Linked DNA regions of Mus musculus: all the other regions are linked to region 1. A link is a contact called in public HiChIP or PLAC-seq and promoter capture Hi-C data. All regions are on one chromosome and are shown on one strand. The core of a region is the stretch at or near the end of the contact, and the rest is flanking DNA. Distances in the headings are between cores, read along the strand shown.

Region 1 (5,075 bases), core at 1,688-4,187:
GATAGATAGATTATATATCTAGCTCCAGAGATTCAGATGCCTCCTGTCTCTGTGGACATTCCATTCACATGAACATACCCACATGCAGACACAAACCTACACAAAATTAAATATAATAAATATATCTACTTTTTAAAAGAACAAATCTGAGGGGACTAGAAAAGTGGCTCAGTGGCTCTTGCAGAAGACTAGAATATGGTTCCCCGCACCAACACAGGGCAACTCCCTCCCTCTAGCTCTAGCTCTTCTTCTGGCCTCTGCAGCCACCCACATTCACACATATAACACTCACACACAGAAATAAGGTTTTAAAAGAAAATTAATTTAGCCAGAAAAATCAGCATGCAAAGCTCAGGCCCTAGAGTCAAACTATGGCCTGGCTGAGAGACCTTGGGCAAGCTATTCAACTTCTCAGTGCCTCATTTCCTCACCTATAAAACAGGAAGATCAGTTGTATTTGGAAGATGAGGTGAGTTACTATTGGCACAGTACGTGTAACAGAGCCTGATGCATAAACATCACATAAATGTTAATTCAACTCTAAGAAACTACTAGGCCAGAAGTGGACCTTTAAGTTAGACCAGAGTAAACAGACTTCCAAATTTATAAGCAGATGACTCCTTTCATTACAAAAGCATCCCTAACGTCTCTCCTGGAACAAGCTTTATGCGCTAGACTAAAACAAGTTCTTTCCCTCCCATCACACGCTGTATCTGTTGCTTCCCGCCTGGCAGTACCCAGCTTTATCCCTACACCTATTCATCAACTTCATCCTTCTAAGAACCAGGTTCAAGTAACGAATGTGCTACCCTTGCAGGTGATCTCAAAACTGTGTGTGTGGAGTTTGCCTCCAGGTACTCGGAGAGGCTCACTGTCGCTTGAGATTACGTAAGTGGGGAAAGTTAGCCAATGTCAAATCTTTCACTGATTTAAAAAGTGCTCAAATGGCATATCTACAATCTTCTACAGCTGCAAGGCTAGCAGACAAGGACTTTCTGCTCCTCTCCATCTTCCTTAATTCTAGGTCTCACATGGAGTGTGAGTGTACAATTACAACTTCTGCAGCAGACATGCTCACACTCTACGACCTTTAGATGTGAACAACTGACAATTAGCTCACTGAAACTTTAAACAGTTATCATCTAACAGAGCTTACTGGCAAAGATACTCTGTACAGCACTAAGAAAATTAATTTTACATGACTATTAACATATATGCAGAATGAAATAGGCCTTATTTCTCTCCCTTATGAAGTGCCTAGAAAGTAATTTTAACTTAAGTCCTCAATCCTCAAGTCTATTTTAGCATGGTTTAAAATACGCATGAAAATAAATTTTGTTGGTCTCATAAAAGCATGTTCAGGTCTATTTTTTATTTCAAATGCTCTGGATCCAACTTCAATTCAATTCAAAACCAAGGCACTGCAGATTTAGCAACTTCTTCTAAGATTAAGTTTGTCTCTAACTGGAGCTAAAGGTTTTCTTTGTTCTTTATGTATTCCTACTCTAAGATTTTAACAACAATTCAGAAGAGATACCCCCAACTGGGTGTCCTTTGGTCTCTTTTGACTCCTTAACTTAATGATGAGCTTTGCCCTCTCAGCTTTCTGATTTGGCAGACATTACCCTACCTCTTAAGTGCAGTGAAAGCAACATAATTTTCAGACTAACAACCAGCCACTCATGAGCAAGCTTCAGGATAAGATTTTTCTAGTAACTGAGCTTTTGGGGGTTTTTTGTTTGTTGTTGTTGTTTGGTTTGGGGTTTTTTTGGTTTTTTTGGTCAATTTACTCGAAAATAAATAAGTCATCTAGTAACTTCTGGTATTATCTTTAACAAGTCCAATGTTCAGTCCTCTTTCCGGCTGAAGAAGTTAAAAAAAAAAAATCTCATGAAAACAGAAACCAGAACCCTGAGCTTAGAAAGGTAAATTGTAACCCAAGCTAAACTTCTCACCAGTTAGTGGAACCCAAATAAAAATCACTCAGTTGCCCCAACCTCCTGTACCTAGGTTCAATTTCCCCATCCAGCAAAAAGTGACTTACAGTATCCGTCGCAAGTACAAACAGCAAATGTTCTAAAATGTTTACAAACGCTACAGGAATGGGCCCGGGTAATGAAAAGGACCCTCACTCGCCTTAAACTTAAAAGTGTTAGTCACCTCATCGTTTCTCAGAGAAAAATAAGAAGCGAATCCAAGCAACCGGGGTCGGTTGGTTAGTGAGACTTTCCCCAACTCCAAAGAGGATGATTAGCAGTTCGGGGCAGGCAGTCACGAGACTGCCAGTCTCTGCCAACGCGGGCTGCTCCTGCTCTCGCCTCCCGCATCTGGGGCGCTGGGAAATCAAGATCCTGCCCGGCTCCTAACCACCCCGGCAGCTCCAGGGAATCAAGGATGGGTGGAGCGAGAAGCTGGGCGCGCCTCCGCCACCCCAACTGGGCCACTCCTCGAGCCGTCAGCGCCTCAGCCCCCGGTGCCACGTCCCGGCCTCCGTCCCTCCTCTGGAAGCCCGGGACTCGCTCTCCCGCAGGTGCCCCCGGTGGGCCACACCTCCGCCAGTAAGGAGGGGACAGTTAAAGCGGTTGGAACAGTTGTCTCGGTACGGGCCGCCCCAGAACCCAAGCCCGGCCTGGCCCAGCGGGCTGAGCCCCAGCCCGGCGGCGGTCAGGCAGGCTCCCCCGGGGCAGGCCTCGGCGCTGCCCGCCTGGCTCGAACCCCAGAGGCTGCGTCGCACGGGAGCTCACCGCCAATGTGTCAAAAGCGCATGTTCGCCGCCGCTCGGCCGACGTCTCTGCTCCGCTGGCCTGGCCAGGCCCGCCCAGCCGCTCAGCTCTGCTCCCTTCCGCAGCCCTGAGCTCCACTCCGCGTATCCCCGCACCGGGCTCCTCCCCGACACGTCAGGGGCTCCCTGGGTGTCGGAGGCCATTCTGTGACGCACGGGGGCGGAGTCAAGAGCATGCGCAGAAGCAGGCTGGCGTGCGGGGCGGAGCGGTGGGAGGCCAGAGTCACGTGGAGCCGACCTAGGCTTTGCGCGCTGACGTGAGATCTGCGACAGCGTCCTGCGCAGGCGCCGCCCCGGACCCCCGAAGGAGGTGGGTTTTTTAGCCCTGTGCTGTCTCCGGAAGCTGTGCTGCGCAGGAGAGTAGTTCCCTAGGCTAAAATGGGAAGCCAGTATAAAGCCAGTATAGAGTACTAGCTCACGAAGGAGACAGGAGAAATACACAACTGTCCTGGAACTAGAAACTTAAATTTAAAAAAGGCATTTGGGGAACAACTATAGGAACTTTAGCTGTCTCATGCTCAATGTAATTGTTATTTCAGTGCTGTTGGGATTGGTTTTGAAGTTTGAAGACAAAACAACATAGCATAAGACATATGCTGAGCCTAAGAAAGACAAGGTGAGCCCACGTATACGGTTGGGAAAGGTCAATATAAACAAAAAACGGTGCGAGATGGATTTTTAAGGAGAACCCAAACTGATGAGCAGAGGAAGATTACTGGGGTCTAGAGCGTCTTGAACTACACTATGAAGGATATAGGGTTTTTAAAAAGAGATTATGAGTTCACTGTGCGGTTTGTCGCGCCCGTAGTTGTACCAGTCACTGGGGTGCATTGCTTTGTCACAGTAACCCCACGTCACTCTCATTTACAAGTAAGAAATAGCAAGATGAAGTTCCCCAAGGTCACTCACCTACAGCGCAAATTCAAACTCAGAAGCTACACTGTTATCCACTACTACGCTGACAAGAAGGGAAACATAGGCTAGACCGTGGGGCTAAAGTGCCTTCCATACACTACTGTTAACCATCAACAACATTTGAAGCTGGAATCATTAGATCTATATTGTAACATAAGACTCAAAAAAAAAAAAAAAAAAGGTCTGCTTTACAGGCCAGTGGCCTGGAACAGCTTTGAAACTCAGTCTGGCTTCCCTACCTGAAACTCTGCTCAATCTAATCAGACTTAAGGCAGAGAAGTGATTAATGAAGGCTTTCCTATAGACCCGGTGCCAAGACAGGAACCGTCCCACCCAAACAGGAAAAGATAAAAAGGCCACAGCTTCTGTCCTGCCTCCTGGCTGAGGTGCTAAGAAACACACTGAGTCACCTAATGGCTGGCCAGGCCCTTCAGAAAACAGTGACATCATCTCCCAGGCTGCTGCCCCTCCCATTTGCTCTGCCCCTAGGACTGGCATCATCCCCTTCTTAATGAATGGGCTTAGCTTGGCAGAGCCCTCAGAAGCCAAAGGCCCTGCTCTGATCTTCGTTGGCCCAGAGGCTGGAATAGTACCCTAGAGTCAGCAAACTGCCCGACCTCCTTCCATTACACCAAATCCATGGGAAATAAATCAGTAAAGAAGATGACAGTCTCAAAAGGAAGCACAAGTTATAAAACTAGCATTGTAAGAGAAGAAAAGGTGAGAGCTGCTGTACCCTTCAAACTTTGTAAAGCATTCCAGGGCACTTCCCATAGGTTCCAGTACAAGGTCCTTTTTGGACTGACCCAGAAAGTTCAATGTAACAATCTCTGAGAACACGTGTAAATATCCCAACATCTTCTCTGCTACAAAATGCAAGAAACAGATCAAGTTCCACCCTTCCGATGGGTAAAGGGTGATCAGCTACTAAAAGAGAGATCTGGGTCCAAACTCCAGCTAGTGAGAATGCTGGACTTTGGCCCATCCCATACTCAAAAAAGGCAATTATTTTAGCTAAGGTTCTACTGCTGCAATGAAACACCATGACCGAAAAGCAAGTTGTTGAGGAAAGGGTTTATTCAGCTTCCACTTCCATATCACTGTTCAACACCAAAGGAAGTCAGGATAGGAACTCAAAACAGGGCAGGAACCTGGATGCTGCAGGTGATGCAGAGGCCATGGGGATTGGGGAGGGAGAGTACTGCTTACTGGCTTGCTTCCCATGGCTTGCTCAGCCTGCTCTCTTATAGAATCCAGGACCACCAGCCCAGGGATGAAAACAACCACAATCCTCCCCCATTGATCACTAATTAAAACATTCTTTACAGCTGGATCTCAGTTGAGGTTCCCTCCTTTCAGATAACTCTAGTTTGTGTGT
Region 2 (5,075 bases), core at 1,854-4,353, 1.7 Mb after region 1:
GGTGAGGAAAAGGGGAACCATGGGAAACCATCTTAGTACCAATACTCACCTTTCTGTTCTCTGTCTCCCCCGATGAGCAAGTAGTCCACCATTGCACCTTTCTGCCTGTGGTGGGCTGTGTTCCCTTAAACCAGGAGCCACTAACTAACTAACTAACTAACTAACTAACTACATGCATACATACATACATACACACATACATACATACATATCTCCAGTAAATTGCTTTATGCCTGTATTTGGTCACAGCAAGGAGAAAAGTAATGACCATGCTGTGGAGTCTTACAGCGTGGCTTTTTGTCTATCTCACTTAGCTCGATGTTTTCAAAGTTCCTTCCTGTGAGGAGTGTATGCATCAATACATAGCTTCTCTTTATGGCCGAATAGTCCAGGGCACGGCTATATCTTCATCAGCGTGTCCCTTTGTCTCCTTCCCACTTTCTTTTTGGCTTTTTCAAGATAAGGTTTTCAGTGTAGCCCAGGCTGTCCTAGAACTCACTCTGTAGACTAGACTGGCCTTGAACTCAGAAATCTGTGTCTCTGCCTCTGCCTCTTGATGCTGACATTAAAGGTATGCACTGCTACCATCCGGCTCCTTTCCACTTTCTGCTTGTTAGCAATAATGCTGCTCTGAGCATCTGAGTATACATTTTTCTGTACATATGCTTATATTTTAGGGGAGAGGGGTCAAGACAGGGTCTATGTAAACTTGGCTGTCCTGCAACTCGCTCTGTAGACCAGGCTGGTCTTGAACTCATGGAAATCCACCTGAGGGGCTGGAGAGGTGGCTCAGTAGTGACGAACACTGGCTGCTCTTGTAAAGGACTTAGGTTCGATCTCCAGCATCCACATAACAGCTCACAACTGTAAGTAGTCTGGTCCCAGGGTCACACTGTCCTCTTGCCTCCACAGGTATTAGGCATGCACATGGCACACATACACACATGCAGGCAAAGTACTCATGCACATACAAAGGAAACAAAACAAAACAAAAAAGAAAAAAAAATCCACCTGCTTTTGCCTCCCAAATACTGAGATTGAAGGCATGAATGACTACTGCCCAACTGGATTTTTTTTTTAACTTAAAAAAATACTTTGTGTGTGTATGTAGGGTCTAGAGGAAAAGACAGCAGATCTCTTGTGAGTTTGAGACCAGCCTTATCTATATATAGTGATTTCAAGACCAGCCAGGACTACATAGGGCAGTGGATCTCAACCTTCCTAATGCTGTGACCCTTTAATACAATTCCTCATGTTGTAGTGAGCCCCAACCATAAAAGTATTTTCATTGATATTTTATAACTGTAATTTTGCTACTGTTATGAATTGTAATGTAAATATCTGATATGCAGGATATCTGCAGGCTGAAAAACCACTGACATAGAGGTATCCTATCTAATATATAGATATGCACATATGTATTAAGGTTTTTAATTAGGAAAAGATGAACAGATACTTTATCAAGATACTTAAGCATATGTGTAATGGTTTGTATATCCTCAGCCCTGGGAGTGTCACTATTAGAAGGTGTGGCCCTGTTGGAGTAGGTGTGTCACTGTGGGTGTGGGCTATAAGACCCTCATCCTAGCTGCCTGGAAGCCAGTATTCTGCTAGCAGCCTTCAGATGAAGATGTAGAACTCTCAGCTCCTCCTGTACCATGCCTGCCTGGGATGCTGCCATGATCCGGCCTTGATGATAATGAACCTCAGAACCTGTAAGCCAGCCCCAATTAAATGTTGTCCTTATGAGGGTTGCCTTTCATGGTGTCTGTTCACAGCAGTAAAACCCTAACTAAGACAATAGGAAATACAGTTAACGCTGTTAATATTCAGAGATGTACAATTAAGACTGCAGTGGTAAACCTTTCAGACCACTCTAATGGATAACAGGAAGGATCTATGGAATTGAATGTGCACCGTGCTATGGAGCAGCTACAACAGAAGTACCATACACTGGTTTTTAGAAATATAAAATAGAAGAGCCATTTTGGAAAGTTTTTGTATTTAATTGTTTTCTCTATTTTGGCTTTGTGTGTATAAATGTTTTGTGTGTGCAGTGGCCACAGAGGCAAGAAGAGAACATCAGATCCCCTGGGGACTGCTTGGTGAGCAGCCATGTGGGTGCTAGGAATCAGACTCAGGTCCTCAGCTCATGCACAGAGCCATCTCTCCAGCCCCGGGGTTTGTTTTTTCAGCAGTGTTTTGCTGTGTAGCCTCAGCTGGTCTCAATGCCCAAGCTTCACAATACTCTCTCCAATTCTCTGTGCTGCTGAGCTACAAACTGCCAAGCCCAGACCTCGACAGCAAACAGTAAGTTAAACATACACTTATATGACCCAGTAGTTCCACTCTAGTTGTTTACAGAAGAGGAATTAAAATAATAAGTCCACAAAAATGACTGGCACATAAATGTTTATTGGAGGTTCATTTCCAGTGAACAAAACCTAAAACAATTCAAATGATGATTCAGCGGAAATTTGGAAGGGAAAAAAAGGACAGCCTTTAGGATCTGGGGAAAAAAAGTTTTTTCCAGACTGAAATTTACAGGCGATTAGGTTCCAGGTTCCGAAATTGGTCTGTTATTGTCGCTCAGTGTCGGGCTAATCACTCCTGCGTTAAAAGAGCGTTTCAAGAATGAAGAATGCGATTTCTCATACAGCAACGAACTTGGCAGTCACTCGGCTTTTTATGCTCTTATTACCTTCCATCAACAAAGGCTATCTGTACCGGGCCCACCAAGGGGACATCTGCAGGTCCTCGCAACCCAGGCCGTTCTGCCCGGATTCCAGGCAGTGCTGGGGACCAGACTACCCAATGGCCGCGCGCGCGCGCGCGCGCAGTAGAGGAATGTGCACTACGTGGATCGCACACTGGGGGGTGCTGGACATAGCCAGCAGGTGCCCCGAGGGCAGCTGGAGGAAGAAGACAGCCCTGGGGAGTGGGCGGCCTCCGGAGTGGGCGGCCCGGGCCCGGGCGTCTCTAACGCAGGGCGGGCAGAGGACGGCGGGGGCGGGACCCAGTCGACGCGACAGTCGTGGAGGTGAGCCCTGGGGGCCTTCCCGCCCCCCGAGGGCAGGCTCTGAACCCCGGCCCCGCCCCGGCCCTCTGGGGTGTAGGCTCCTGGCTGAGTTCTGCCTGCTTGCGAACCCGCACGGGCGCCGGGGTCCGCATCCAGGGTGCGGGGGCCCGGGACGTGGCGCGGCTGAGGTCCGGAGCCCCGGGAACCGGGCGGGGACGCTGTCGGGCTGGAGCTGCAACGGCCTTCTGACTCAGCCGCTCGTCCAGATTTCGGGATCTCTCTCCTGGGCGGGGAGCGCGCAACTTCCTCATTCCCGCCCGGACCCTTGCTTCCAGCCAGTCTGACCTGACTTCGAGCCTCGCTGTCACCAGGGCTCCTCCCTTGGACTTAACCTCGCCCCAGTTCGAGGCCATCCCACCTTAGCTAGGTGCTTTTTTGGACCTGAATTTGGAATGAGAAGCGGGGCTGAGAGGCTCTGGTTGAAGGCTGGGGGAGGGAATGGAGGTTGCAGGGGTGGGTGTTAGAGGGGCGTCGGTCTACAACCCTAGACGTTGAGAGTCACTGAGTAAGACGGGAGAGGACCGACCGGGGGCGTTGGATGGGGAAGGGGTGTTTCTGTAGGGCGAGTCCCTTCCTGAGGCTTCCTCATATTCCTAGGATGACTGTAACCCAGAAGAACCTCTTTCCCTATGGGGACTATCTGAACTCCAGCCAGTTGCACATGGAGCCAGATGAGGTTGACACTCTGAGGGAAGGAGAGGATCCAGGTATAGAGGGAGATGGCTCCCAGAGAGGGGAGATAGGGATCTGAGGCCTCCTGAGATCTTTACACCCTTGGGTTGTTTTGTTTTTGTTTTGCTTTTTTCCCCTCCCAGCTGATCGAATGCATCCCTATCTGGCCATCTATGACCTTCAGCCTCTGAAAGCACACCCCTTGGTGTTCGCCCCTGGGGTCCCTGTTATAGCCCAGGTGGTGGGCACCGAAAGATACACCAGCGGATCCAAGGTCAGTCACCAGCGGATACCAGGGAAGGCGAGAGAGGGAGTCCTGGCCCAAGTGGAGGCCTGGGTTGGGCCAGAAGACATATTTTAGATTTTCATATCCCCAGGTGGGAACCTGTACTCTATATTCTGTTCGCTTGACGCATGGTGACTTTACCTGGACAACCAAGAAGAAGTTCCGACACTTTCAGGAGCTGCATCGGGACCTCCAGAGACACAAAGTCTTGATGAGTCTGCTCCCTTTGGCTCGGTGAGTAGAACTCGGTTGCTTCCCGTGAAAGGCAGGTACTTCTCACCCCATGGCAGCCTCACTCACTCCTGTCTGTCTGACTCTTATCCCCTGGGCATTTTCCTTCCTCAGCTCTGTGCCGTGCCCCCTCCCTTGTCCCTGGTTCCCAGGAAACTTTCCCTGCTTGGATCTCCTCCATAGTACTGTGCCAATATTTTAGCCAGGCTGGATGCCCAGAATTGTCCTTAGCAACCCCCTCCTCCCAGTTGTCTCCATTCCCAGGACAGAGACCCTTTCTTTCTTCTGCCTTTCTTCTTTCTTTCTTTCTTCTGCTAGCCTTTCTTCCTCCAAGGCCCCGTCTCCAGCTCCTTCTTGAGTCTTCTCTCATCTCTGTAGCTTTGCTGTGACCCATTCTCCAGCCCGAGAGGCAGCCGCCGAGGATATACCCTCCCTACCCCGAGGAGGTTCTGAGGGCTCTGCCAGACACACAGCCAGCAAACAGGTATGCAGCAGGTCCTGTAGCAAGGTGTGCAGTATGCAAAAGGTTCTGGCTACATCTGTTTCTTTTCCGTCTCCCTTCAGAAATACTTGGAAAATTACCTCAACCGCCTCCTGACCATGTCTTTCTATCGCAATTACCACGCCATGGTAAGGTCCTGGATGCCTGGGTGGATCCTTCTCTCTCCCTCCTGTTTTTATTTTTTAATTAAAGATTTATTTATTATATGTAAGTACACTGTAGCTGTCTTCAGACACTCCAGAAGAGGGCTTCAGATCTCATTAGGGATGGTTGTGAGCCACCATGTGGTTGCTGGGATTTGAACT
Region 3 (5,075 bases), core at 561-3,060, 1.4 Mb after region 1:
GAGGGTCCGGACTCCTCGATGAGGCCGGTCTCAGCCCCTTCCAGCCCGGGCCCGCCCCTCCCTGAAAGCACAGACAGCAAGCTTAGGGGGAACCGCTTCTTTTTATTGTAGTTCAGAACGGGGCGCGGTCACCCTCGGTCTCCTCCAGAGGCTGGGCGCAGTTTTGCAGGGCCAGGGATGACGTCTCGCTAGGGTCACAAGTCCCAAAGGACGCCAGATGAGTGGGACGGAGTCTGCGGAGTCTTTAAATAGAGAAGGGGGCTGGGGAGGGAGAGGCGGACCGCGCTCTAGCGCACCATGTATTCCTTGCGCTTGTTGAGACGAACTTGGCAGAAGGAGAAGCCTCCGAGGAGGAGGTAGAGGCCCGCGGCGATGAAACAGTTGTAGCTGACTTGCTCGTACAGGTTGTATATGTTCTGAGGACCGTTCCTGAAGGTGGCGAGCGAGCAGGGAAATGTCAGCCATTCAGAGCATCCAATATGCAAGTTCTATGCATCAGACACCATGCTAAAGCACTTTAACTCCTATTAGTCTTCCCAAGAAGCATACCAAATGAATTCTATCATGGTAACCATTTTACAGAGGTAGACCAAGGAGCAGGAAGGCAAAATATTGGAAGAGGCCACATCTAAGCTGGTGGGCTTGGGTAGCCATGGAAACGTGGCTTGCAAGACTGCTCCTAAGTACATGCCTTTCTGTGTCTCTGTCTCTCGCGCTGGGGATTGAAACTAGGACCCTGCGTGCTGCCACCCAACTACTTTGTAGAGAGCAGCCCTCTTCTTGAAGTCCCCAACCTAGGGCCACAAATGTCCAGTCTTCAGAAGTGTCCTCCCCATAAACCCAAACCATGCTACTCCTCATCCACGCCCAACTCGCCCAAGTACCCGACCACTTACTCAAAATCTTTCTCTGTGAAGGGAACGTCCTCAATTAACACAGCAGAATGGACATTGAAAAATATCCCGAGCATTATCTGGAAGAGTAAGGAATAGATAGGTTGTCAAATTCTTACCTTACTTCTTTGGTCGCTCCCTAGGCTCCTCCCCTGTCTAATGTTGGCCCAACACTTGCGCCAGAGATGAACTAGAAAGGGCTAGTTGTATCTGGTGGTTGTATCTGGATTCGGACTCAGCCATGTGGAACAGGGCGTGAGGTAGGACCTTGGGAAGAGTGACTGGGTATAGGGAGGTATATGGCAAACAGCTCTCCGAGGCGCGTCATTATCATGGGAGCAGATGGAGATGAAACACTTCATATTTCTGGAAGTGGCGGCCTTGAGGGCCCTGGGGAAGCAAGGCCTCAGCTACCGTTTTCGGGGGCAAGCACACTTCACCCTCGCCTCCATTCAACTCACGCAAGTCTCAGGGACCTCGCTCTTGTTTACCTTGGGGAGTCCGCAAATTTGCCCGAGCTGGCTCCCATTCCCAGGGTCCTGCCCCAGCACCCTTTCGCTCCAGTTCCCCAGTTGTCTGGATCTGAGTTCCGTCTCGTTTTCCAGCGGCTATTTAGTCAGCCCCTTAATCAGTCTGCTGCTTCCTAAGGCTTGCGGTTCCTCGTGTCCCAGCCCTTCAACCCCAGAACCCCTCAGACCCGTTCGCGGGTTAGTCCCCTCACCAACATGATCACTCCCCAGGCGCTGAGGACGATGCCACAGGCGGCCAGCTTAGGCCCACAGCACAGGAGCGACGCCATGGAGGGCGGAGGTAGGGAGGGATCGCTGGAGACTGAGCGGAGCACAGAAGCCGGGAGAGGGAACCCTGGAAATGCTAGGACAGGAGCTGGATTTGGGGACTTGCGCGGCGCAGAGCGACGGGGGGGGGGGGGGGGGGGCGTGGCCTCGGGCGCCGACCACTCTGAGGGGTGACTTTCAGAAGATAACGCTGTGACGCGTGGTGGGCCAAGCTTGGGGAGAGGAGACACGGTGTCGGAAACAGAAGCAGAAACTCTACAAGTCTTGCTTGAACCGAGTGGCAGAAGTGTTGAGTGGTGCAGACGCTAGGGCCTGAGTGTTATCACTTGTCGCCTACCCCGGCTTGGAATGGAAGGAGCAGGCTTCTCACGTGACCTACTTTGTTGGATCACATGACCAGGAACCAGCTGTAACCTGGTGTCAGGAAGGAGTCCACAATTGAGTTGAATTGTGTTAGGATTGTTATGTCAGGACAAGAAGCTTGGGGCCGTCTGGATCCTTACATACCTTCTTAGTCTTGGGTGGTCTTCTGTGATGGGAAAACCGGTAAGCGAGTCCTGGAGATTCGATGTGCCGGCCTATCGCTTCTATCCAGGTCTCCCTTTTGAAAGATGCTTTGACACTTTGAAAAGAAAATAGAAGAGTCCCCTCCTGAGGCTAAGCATCCTGCTTTGAGGGACGCTTTTAAATAGTTGACTTCTTGATCCTGCAAATGCTTCACTTGAAATGCAGTATCGTTGTAAATGCTACATTCAGGAAAAATAAGGGACTAGGAAAGGCAGACTCATTGGACGCACGAAGGAAAGCGGCCTTGCTAAGTGTACTGGAGAAAGGAGAAAATAAACAGAAATATTCCTGCTGCTTCTTTGAGTAAGACAAGACACAAGCTGTGACTTGGCCACTGTTCCAGTGTTGTCAGGAAACGCCATGATCACGGCAACTCTTAACAAAACAAAGGATTTAGCTGGGGGCGTGCTTAAAGTTTCAGAAATTTACTCCATTATTCATGGTGGGGGGAGCGTGGCAGCATACACAGTATGGTCTGGGGCAGTAGCTGAGAACTAGATCCTGATTTGGGGGTGGGGGGTGGGAGCAGGACTGACTGTCATAGGTGTTTGAAACCTCAAAAAAGTGACACACTTCCTCCAACAAGGCCACACTTCCTAGCCCTTGCAATCCTTTCAAAGGGTTCCACTGCTGTTGAGCAAGCATTCACCTACATGATCCTATGGGACCATTCTCATTCAAAGCCCCATAAATGTAAAAATAAGACTAGGCCTTCCTCTCCACCGGAGAAATTTGGTAACTCCACTAGTAAGAAACATTTGTAGTAAGTATTGGCGGTAATTGGAGATGTTTAGAGAGCTCTCCCTCCCCTCCAGGGCTGGGGTTCCAGCTTAGGGCCAGTGATGAAAAAGAATTTTGCACTGAGATTGGTGTGCCCATCCTAATGACGGCAGCCACAGAACAATTGAGAGAATGCATTTTAATCTCAAGCCCCCAGCACCAAACAGGAACACGCTCATGGACTTGAATCTTGTGCCATTTTTTTTTCTGTGTATTTTGTAGATATTGTTCTTAACATGGTTGGGGAAGAGAACTTGTGAGGCACATGGTTGTCACTGGGTGTACGTGAGCTGGAAACACGGGCTGGGAACAAGGGCTTCCTGCCTCTCTTGTTGGTGACTGTTATGGAAGGAAACAACTTGGTGAACTGGTCTTTATTTGGGGCCAGTAACACCTTTATTTAGAACTATTCAGGGTATGTGTTCAAAATGGAAACGTGGAGGGGAAGAGAGTCTGAAATTTACACGTTGGCCGTCAAGCATGAAGTCTGGTTCCTGGCAAAGGAGAACTAGCTGAAGTAGTTGATTTTATCCAGAAATACAATTTTCCTCTCCTCCACCATGGCTCTTGGATATTTTGAAAATGAGGTTTGGAGCCTGAGGTCTGTATGAGGTTAGACCAAATCTAACCTGAAATCATGCAAAGCACTTTTTGTTTGTTTTTGTTTTGTTTTTCGAGTCAGGGTTTCTCTGTGTAGCCCTGGCTGTCCTGGAACTCATTTTGTAGACCAGGCTGGCCTTGAACTGAGAAATCTGCCTGTCTCTGCCTCCAGAGTGCTGGAACTAAAGGCGTGTGTCCCCACGCCTGGTTTTGCACTTTTGTTTTGTTGAGACAGGGCTTCATCCCTGACTGTCGTGGAGCTCACTCTGTAGGCCAGGCTGGCCTTGAACTCAGAGATCTGCTGCATCTGCCTCCAGAGATTAAAGGTGCTGAGATTAAAGGAGTGCACCACCACACCTGGCTTTGTTTTTATTTTTAAATGCCTAAACAAGCCAAAAAAAGACCCTGTGACATGTGAAGTTCATATCTCAGTGTCCATACCTAAAGTTTTATTGGAACATAGTCACACACTAGTGGTATAGTGAGAAAGCTAAGTAATTGTGGTAGAAAGTGGGTGGCCCTCCAAAGACTAAATTGTTCCTCATAACAGCAAGACATTTAGTGCCCTGTAGTTAGAATACTAATGTGGAGTGTTTAGTCAGGAGAGGAATTAGAGTCTCAGCAGCAGACATAAGAAGGCACAGAATCAAGTGGGTAGTGGCAGTCCTAGGGCTGACGAAGCCTTCTGGGTCCCAGCAGCTCTGCCTCAGATGGTGATACTGTTCTCTATGCGGCTGGGCTTGAGGTATTCATAAGGCAGGTCAAGTTGCTCATTCCGGGCTGTAATCTCTTTCTCCAAATTGTCCAAATCTGCTTGAAATTGGCTGAGCACAGCTTTGGTCCTTGGGTCTGAGAAATATTTTTCTGTGTGGTGTCCTAGAGGTACCTGAGACAGAAAGAAAGGACCATTCAGGCTCCAGTAGGAAGACAGAACTCCTGACGCCCAGCCCTTCACACTGACACATCTCCCCCAGCCATTACTTCCTACTCCGTGGTCATTACTCACCATGTCTGGCTGCAGGCGACCCAGGTGCCATGTGATAGTCATCTGAAGACAGGCCTTCTGCACATCAGGTAGCGACCCCATCACGGTCTCCATCGTCACGTCGTCCTTGCTGGTGGGCGGAGGCATCCTCATTGTGCATGGAGCATTAGGTACCCAACCATACCAGTCCAGCTGCAGGAGGAAATGGAGGCTTTAGAACCCAAGTGTTAGGATTTGAATCTCCACCTCTCCCTTGGATCTCCCAAGGCCCAGACGCTTGCTCTCCGGAGCCTGGGCCTTCAGCTTTCCATACCTGGCCCTGGTTGATGGCAGCATGCTGGGCAGTGCATGTGAAAACACACATGGTGAGGAAATGGCAGAGCTGAGCCCGGGACTGGAAGGAGACAGGGAATCCTGGACAGGAAAAGAACAAGATTTTTTTTTTTTTTTTTT
Region 4 (5,075 bases), core at 1,810-4,309, 1.1 Mb after region 1:
GGGACAGTTGAATAAGGAGAGGCTGTGGGGAGGACAGGCAAGGGGATGGCTTTCAGTAGCTGGGGTTAGTGATGCAGTCCCATTCTTTCACAGGCATCCTGGCCTTTACGTTTGTATCTCTGAGTCTCAAGGGCCTTCCCCAGACACTGAGCGTGGGAGTTTGGTAGGGAGCTCAAGTGTTTTGTGTTTTCACCGACATTCGGTGTTACTTGGAGGCTGAAAGGGTTAGGCTGAAAAAGAACCATTCTGTCTAAATGTTGATTAGTTTCTATGACACTGTATTCCTCTCTACTCTACTTCAGGTAAGCCAGTGGTATGAGCTTGTGGTGTTCACAGCAAGCATGGAAATTTATGGCTCTGCTGTGGCAGATAAACTGGACAACAGCAGAAGCATTCTTAAGAGGAGATACTACAGACAGGTAAGGAGCCAGAGTCAGGTTTCAGAGGCAGAGTACCAGGATGGGAGGTAGGAGTGGGGACGAGGGGGCGGGTGTGCTCCATAGTCCTCTGTTTCCAGCACTGCACTTTGGAGTTGGGCAGCTACATCAAAGACCTCTCCGTGGTCCACAGCGACCTGTCCAGCATCGTGATCCTGGACAACTCCCCCGGGGCTTACAGGAGCCACCCAGGTATGAGAAAGTTCTGTCAGGACCAGGACATGCTTCTAAGACATTTTAGTTTGGGTTTTATTTCCGAGACAGGGTCTTCTTATATAACCCAGACTGGCCTGACCTCTGTCATAGTGGTTCTGAGGGTGACACAGATAGTGTTAGTGACCTCACACTAACCTAGGCAAGCGTTATTGAGAGGTTGACTGCAAGGAGCTAGGAGCAGGAGAGTTGGTTCCGAGTGCAGAGTTTGGGTTCCCTGCTGTACTACAGATCTAGATGTAAGTTGTTTCTCTGTTTTAAGTGCGGTATCCACTCTTACGTGTCCATTTTATATGACTAGGACTTCCCTATGAAGCTCACTTCAGGTGAGCATGGGGCAGTTTTATTAGAAGCCTACCTCAAGCTGGTGTCAAATCTGTTTGGCTTTGGCATTTGGGGAAAAAAGGGTTTTAGGTGGTTGATGACTGTGGTGGGGAGTTTTAAGTAATAATATTCAGGAAAGGCTCACCTGCTCTTCTGCATTCTTTGCCTTTTCTCACTTGTAATTTTACCTACCCTAGACAATGCCATCCCCATCAAATCCTGGTTCAGTGACCCCAGTGACACAGCCCTTCTCAACCTTCTCCCAATGCTGGATGCCCTCAGGTAAGGGAAGTGTGTGGCCTGTAGGCGGTAGCTCTTTTTTTTTTTTTAAACACATTCTTTTATATAGTCCATGCTGGCTTGGAACTTGCTTTTACCTCTCAAGTGCTGTGATTACAGGAGTACACTATCAAAACTGGCAATGCTTGGGTTGCCAAGAAAAAGAGGGCGGGGGTGGGGTGGGGAGCGGGTTAAGAACTGAAAAAAAGTCATTCAGAGTCTAAGTGTTTGGGCCAGGTCTTCTTACTCCAGTTGTCATTGTTTGTGGCCTTTTGGCTTCTATCAGATTCAACCTCTGTCACTGTGTGAAAGTGGTATCAAGTTCTGTTCTGTCCAGTGAGACTCCGTTGTGCTAGTGTTGTGAGGGTGTCAACTATAAGGTATTTCACCAACACCAGTTACTGTCATTTCAGGTTCACTGCTGATGTCCGATCGGTGCTGAGCCGAAACCTTCACCAACATAGGCTCTGGTGACAGCTGCTCCCCCTCCACCTGAGTTGGGGTGGAGGGGAAAGGGAGGGAGAGTTCTTGGGACACCGTCTGTTGCCCTGTCCAATGTGAGGACTGCCTGGGCAGAGTCTGCCCCTCCCACCCCTCTGCCCTGGGAGCCCTACACTCCACTTATGGAGTCTGGATGGACACATGGGCCAGACCGTGAAGCAGCCTCACTCTGGGTTCACACTCCGTGGAAATGCCAGACTGGGACAGGCGAAGGCCTAGAGGAGCCGAAACAGTCTGGTGAAGAGGCAGGACTGGCCAGAGTGACAGACATATCCCAGAGGCTCAAAAGAAGCCAATTCAACTTTGTTGTGATTTGATTTTTTTAAAAACTCTTATACAAAACTGATCTAATTCTTCACTCCTGCTCCAAGGGCTGGGCTGTGGGTGGGGACTGGGGTTTCGGGCCACTGGATCCTCCTCAGACTTGTCCCCCCCTTACTTTTCCTCATTTTTTTTCTTTCCCCAATCCCCCATACCTGTAATCGGCTCCTTTCTTCTTTCCTCTTTTAAACCATGCATTATAACTTTGAAACCAAAGCTGCCCTAGACCCTTCTCTGATGTTTTTGGAAATGGAGGGAACTTTGTTGACATCTGCTCTGTCCTTGAAGCAGAGGGAGAAGATGCTGTTTGGAGTTGGGGGGAAGTGGGATTTAGCACAGGGATAAAGTAGTTTATGTTCAGTGTTCGGCAGGAAAGGCCCCACTGACTGGATGGAGTCCCTGATGGACAGTGGACCAACAACTTTAAAGTAGGATATAGAAGGCTAAAGAGGGAAAACTCTAGAACCCTGGAAGGGCATACAGCTGGAGAAAGGCTGGGCTTGTCTGGGAAGTTGACGTGGACAGGCTAAGAGGGCGCTGCCTACGAGGTGTTGGCACTCCAGCAGTAACCTGGGGCGGAACCCTCTTTCCTGGCACCTCCTCTCCAGAGCCGGGACTACTTTTCGCCACCCGCCACGTGATTCTCCGCCCTTTTCTGAGGTCACATGATTTTATCTACACTCAGAAATGTGTTCCTCCGCTCTGGTGTAGTCCTTATCTTTGGGGCTTTTGCAGTTTCTCTTGGTTCACATAAGCCTGAGCCTTGAGCATTCCCTGGGTGTCTGCAAACCTCTTTCCTTTCTGTCTTATGGTGTCCATATCCACAGCTTGGGTACTACTTTGTTTTGGTGTCAACGGCCACCTTCAGCGTAGAAACACGTCTCATGAAATCCTAGACTTGTAATTGTCTGCCTTTCCCCAACGTAATTTCCGAGAACTGCAGAACTAAATCTCATGACTGCCACTGGGTACCAGTTTCGTCCTCAACTTTGTACTGTGGGAAAGGGTTTTTCAGTTCACTCGAAACAACAGCAACCTTATCTGCGATGTCATATGTGTAACCCACAAGTTGATTCCAAAGCAGTTACGCTGAAGGCGTAAGAGGACCAGGCTACGGGTTGCGCTAGCAAGCTGAGCTAGTGGCGTATGTTAGCAGGCGGGGCCGGTCCGATGGTCGGGGGCGGGGTTGATGAATAGGGAAGTGGCGCAAATTCGTGGATCGCTCCGCCAAGTCTGTTCGTCGAAGCCGCCTCCGCCGCCGCCCCCTGTCCCGGCCCCCCCCCTGGGTTCCCTCAGCCCAGCTCGGTCCAGCCCGGTTCTCGGGAGAATGAAGTTCGTGTACAAAGAGGAGCATCCGTTCGAGAAGCGCCGCTCTGAGGGCGAGAAAATCCGAAAGAAATACCCAGACCGGGTCCCGGTAAGGACAGTAGCCAGGGCCCAGGCTAGCGTCGCTGACGCTGTCGCCACAGGCTATGCTTGAGTCTGGGAAAGCTGAAGTCAGGCTCTGTCTGTCGTGGGGTTAGAACTCTGTTGTCTCTGGTACCAGAGGTCTCTCACCTGAAGTAGAGCTGGGGACTAAGATGTGGACGGGAGAGAGAGATCAGGGTATTTCTCAGAATAGAGGCCTTAGTGAGCTTGACAACCCAGAGTTTCCATGGCCATCCTCCCAACTAGCTAGATTTAATGTAGATTTTTGACCCAAACAAGTCATCCTGTATTCTCTGGTGAAAATAGTTATTGTGATGCGCCGTTCTAGGATCAGTTCTCAATATTTAGGTAAGAGTGAGGCCAGGAGCTTTGGACCTAATGCTGTGTGCACCACGTATATAAGGATAACTAGAGAAATGAGATTCCAGTAGGTTTCAGTAAAAGGGAATATTGTATGTTGAGTTCTTCATCGATATAGCAGCATATATATGTGTATGTATGTATATATATATATATATATATTCATTTTTCTCATTCTTACCTTTTATCAGGTGATAGTGGAAAAAGCCCCCAAAGCTCGGATAGGAGACCTGGACAAAAAGAAATACCTGGTGCCTTCTGATCTTACAGGTGAGGGCTTGACCTGTGGTGCACGTTTCTTTCTGTGGGTGGGCCTGCCAACTCTGTGGGAGGAGGCTTCACCTGGCAGCTGTTCTCTGGAGGCGCCTACGACCTCTGTGACTTGCTTGCATCTCCTGTTTTTGGCAGTTGGTCAATTCTACTTCTTGATCCGGAAGCGAATTCATCTCCGTGCTGAAGATGCCTTGTTTTTCTTTGTCAACAATGTCATTCCACCCACCAGTGCCACGATGGGTCAGCTGTACCAGGTACAGTACCTTGGAAGGAACGGTAGTGTTTGGAGAGGAAAGTAAAGGCCAGCGGTCGCTGCTGGCTAACTTTAAAATGTCAGTACAGCCCTGCCGTGGGATCTTACTAGCGCTGAGAATAGGGAGGAGTATGAACTGGTGGAGTTGTTCTGACTGGGACTTACTACCTAAGTGAGTCTCTCCAAGAGTCCCAGATGTCAAAGAATAGATTGCGTTTGAGGAGTGGTGGTTGTTGTTGTTACTTTCTGTTCGTTTTCTTTAGGAGACAGGGCTTCTCTGTATAATCCTGGCTGTCCTGGAATCCCCTCTGTAGACCAGGTTGGCCTCTAAACTCCCAGAGACCCACTTGTTTCTGCCTCCCTAGGGCTGGGCTTAACAAAAGGTGTGCGCCACCACTGCCCTAAACTTGACACACAGACCAGGCTGACCTCAGACTCAGAGAGCTTCCTGCTTATGCCTCTTGAGTGCTGGTGTTAGAGTTGTTATAAGTCCTCATCCTGAATGGTGACACATACCTTTGATCCTTTAAATCCAAAGCACAGCTGTTTCTGCACACAGTTTTAATCCGATCATCCAGGAGTCAGAGGCTGGTGGGTCTCTTTTGAGTTTGAGTCTATCCTGATTAGTCAGAGATACTTAGTAGTGAGACCCTGTCTCAAAAAAAAAAATAATAAATAAATAAATA

The links. Promoter capture Hi-C pulls out the DNA fragments that hold promoters and counts their contacts. HiChIP or PLAC-seq counts read pairs in DNA pulled down with a chosen protein or histone mark.
Region 2: an H3K27ac HiChIP or PLAC-seq map of double positive thymocytes shows a contact between it and region 1, with 7 times the contacts expected there. The contact joins the promoter of Pld2 here to the promoter of Ndel1 in region 1. A contact is called at or near these places in 2 of 39 promoter capture datasets (liver and pre-B cells) and 1 of 115 datasets of contacts at active chromatin or transcription factors (double positive thymocytes).
Region 3: a contact with region 1 is called in a promoter capture Hi-C map of pre-B cells, with 3 times the contacts expected there. The contact joins the promoter of Rnasek here to the promoter of Ndel1 in region 1. A contact is called at or near these places in 4 of 39 promoter capture datasets (the C10 cell line, erythroid cells, neutrophils and 1 more), 1 of 484 Hi-C or Micro-C datasets (B cells), 1 of 115 datasets of contacts at active chromatin or transcription factors (regulatory T cells) and 1 of 9 other capture datasets (adipose tissue).
Region 4: a contact with region 1 is called in an H3K27ac HiChIP or PLAC-seq map of double positive thymocytes, with 6 times the contacts expected there. The contact joins the promoter of Gabarap here to the promoter of Ndel1 in region 1. A contact is called at or near these places in 1 of 39 promoter capture datasets (pre-B cells), 1 of 115 datasets of contacts at active chromatin or transcription factors (double positive thymocytes) and 1 of 9 other capture datasets (liver).

The regions. Positions count from the first base shown.
Region 1 is chr11:68,850,198-68,855,272 of GRCm38.p6, forward strand. It overlaps Ndel1 (nudE neurodevelopment protein 1 like 1), which reads right to left and starts at 2,938. Exons shown (of 9, transcript NM_023668.3): 1 at 2,745-2,938.
Region 2 is chr11:70,537,169-70,542,243 of GRCm38.p6, forward strand. It overlaps Pld2 (phospholipase D2), which reads left to right and starts at 3,104. Exons shown (of 25, transcript NM_008876.3): 1 at 3,104-3,446; 2 at 3,677-3,786; 3 at 3,895-4,025; 4 at 4,129-4,271; 5 at 4,647-4,752; 6 at 4,833-4,898. The coding sequence starts at 3,678.
Region 3 is chr11:70,238,042-70,243,116 of GRCm38.p6, forward strand. It overlaps Rnasek (ribonuclease, RNase K), which reads right to left and starts at 1,811. Exons shown (of 3, transcript NM_173742.3): 1 at 1,615-1,811; 2 at 897-973; 3 at 82-429. The coding sequence starts at 1,692. The coding sequence ends at 288. Gm40191 (a long non-coding RNA gene) reads left to right here and starts at 970. Exons shown (of 3, transcript XR_879979.3): 1 at 970-1,153. It overlaps Alox12 (arachidonate 12-lipoxygenase), which reads right to left. Exons shown (of 14, transcript NM_007440.5): 12 at 4,936-5,036; 13 at 4,644-4,814; 14 at 3,416-4,523. The coding sequence ends at 4,344.
Region 4 is chr11:69,988,311-69,993,385 of GRCm38.p6, forward strand. It overlaps Gabarap (gamma-aminobutyric acid receptor associated protein), which reads left to right and starts at 3,060. Exons shown (of 4, transcript NM_019749.4): 1 at 3,060-3,492; 2 at 4,055-4,133; 3 at 4,272-4,390. The coding sequence starts at 3,403. It overlaps Ctdnep1 (CTD nuclear envelope phosphatase 1), which reads left to right. Exons shown (of 8, transcript NM_026017.2): 5 at 303-419; 6 at 518-629; 7 at 1,172-1,256; 8 at 1,667-2,291. The coding sequence ends at 1,727. Gm51904 (a long non-coding RNA gene) reads right to left here and starts at 303. Exons shown (of 3, transcript XR_003949710.1): 1 at 1-303.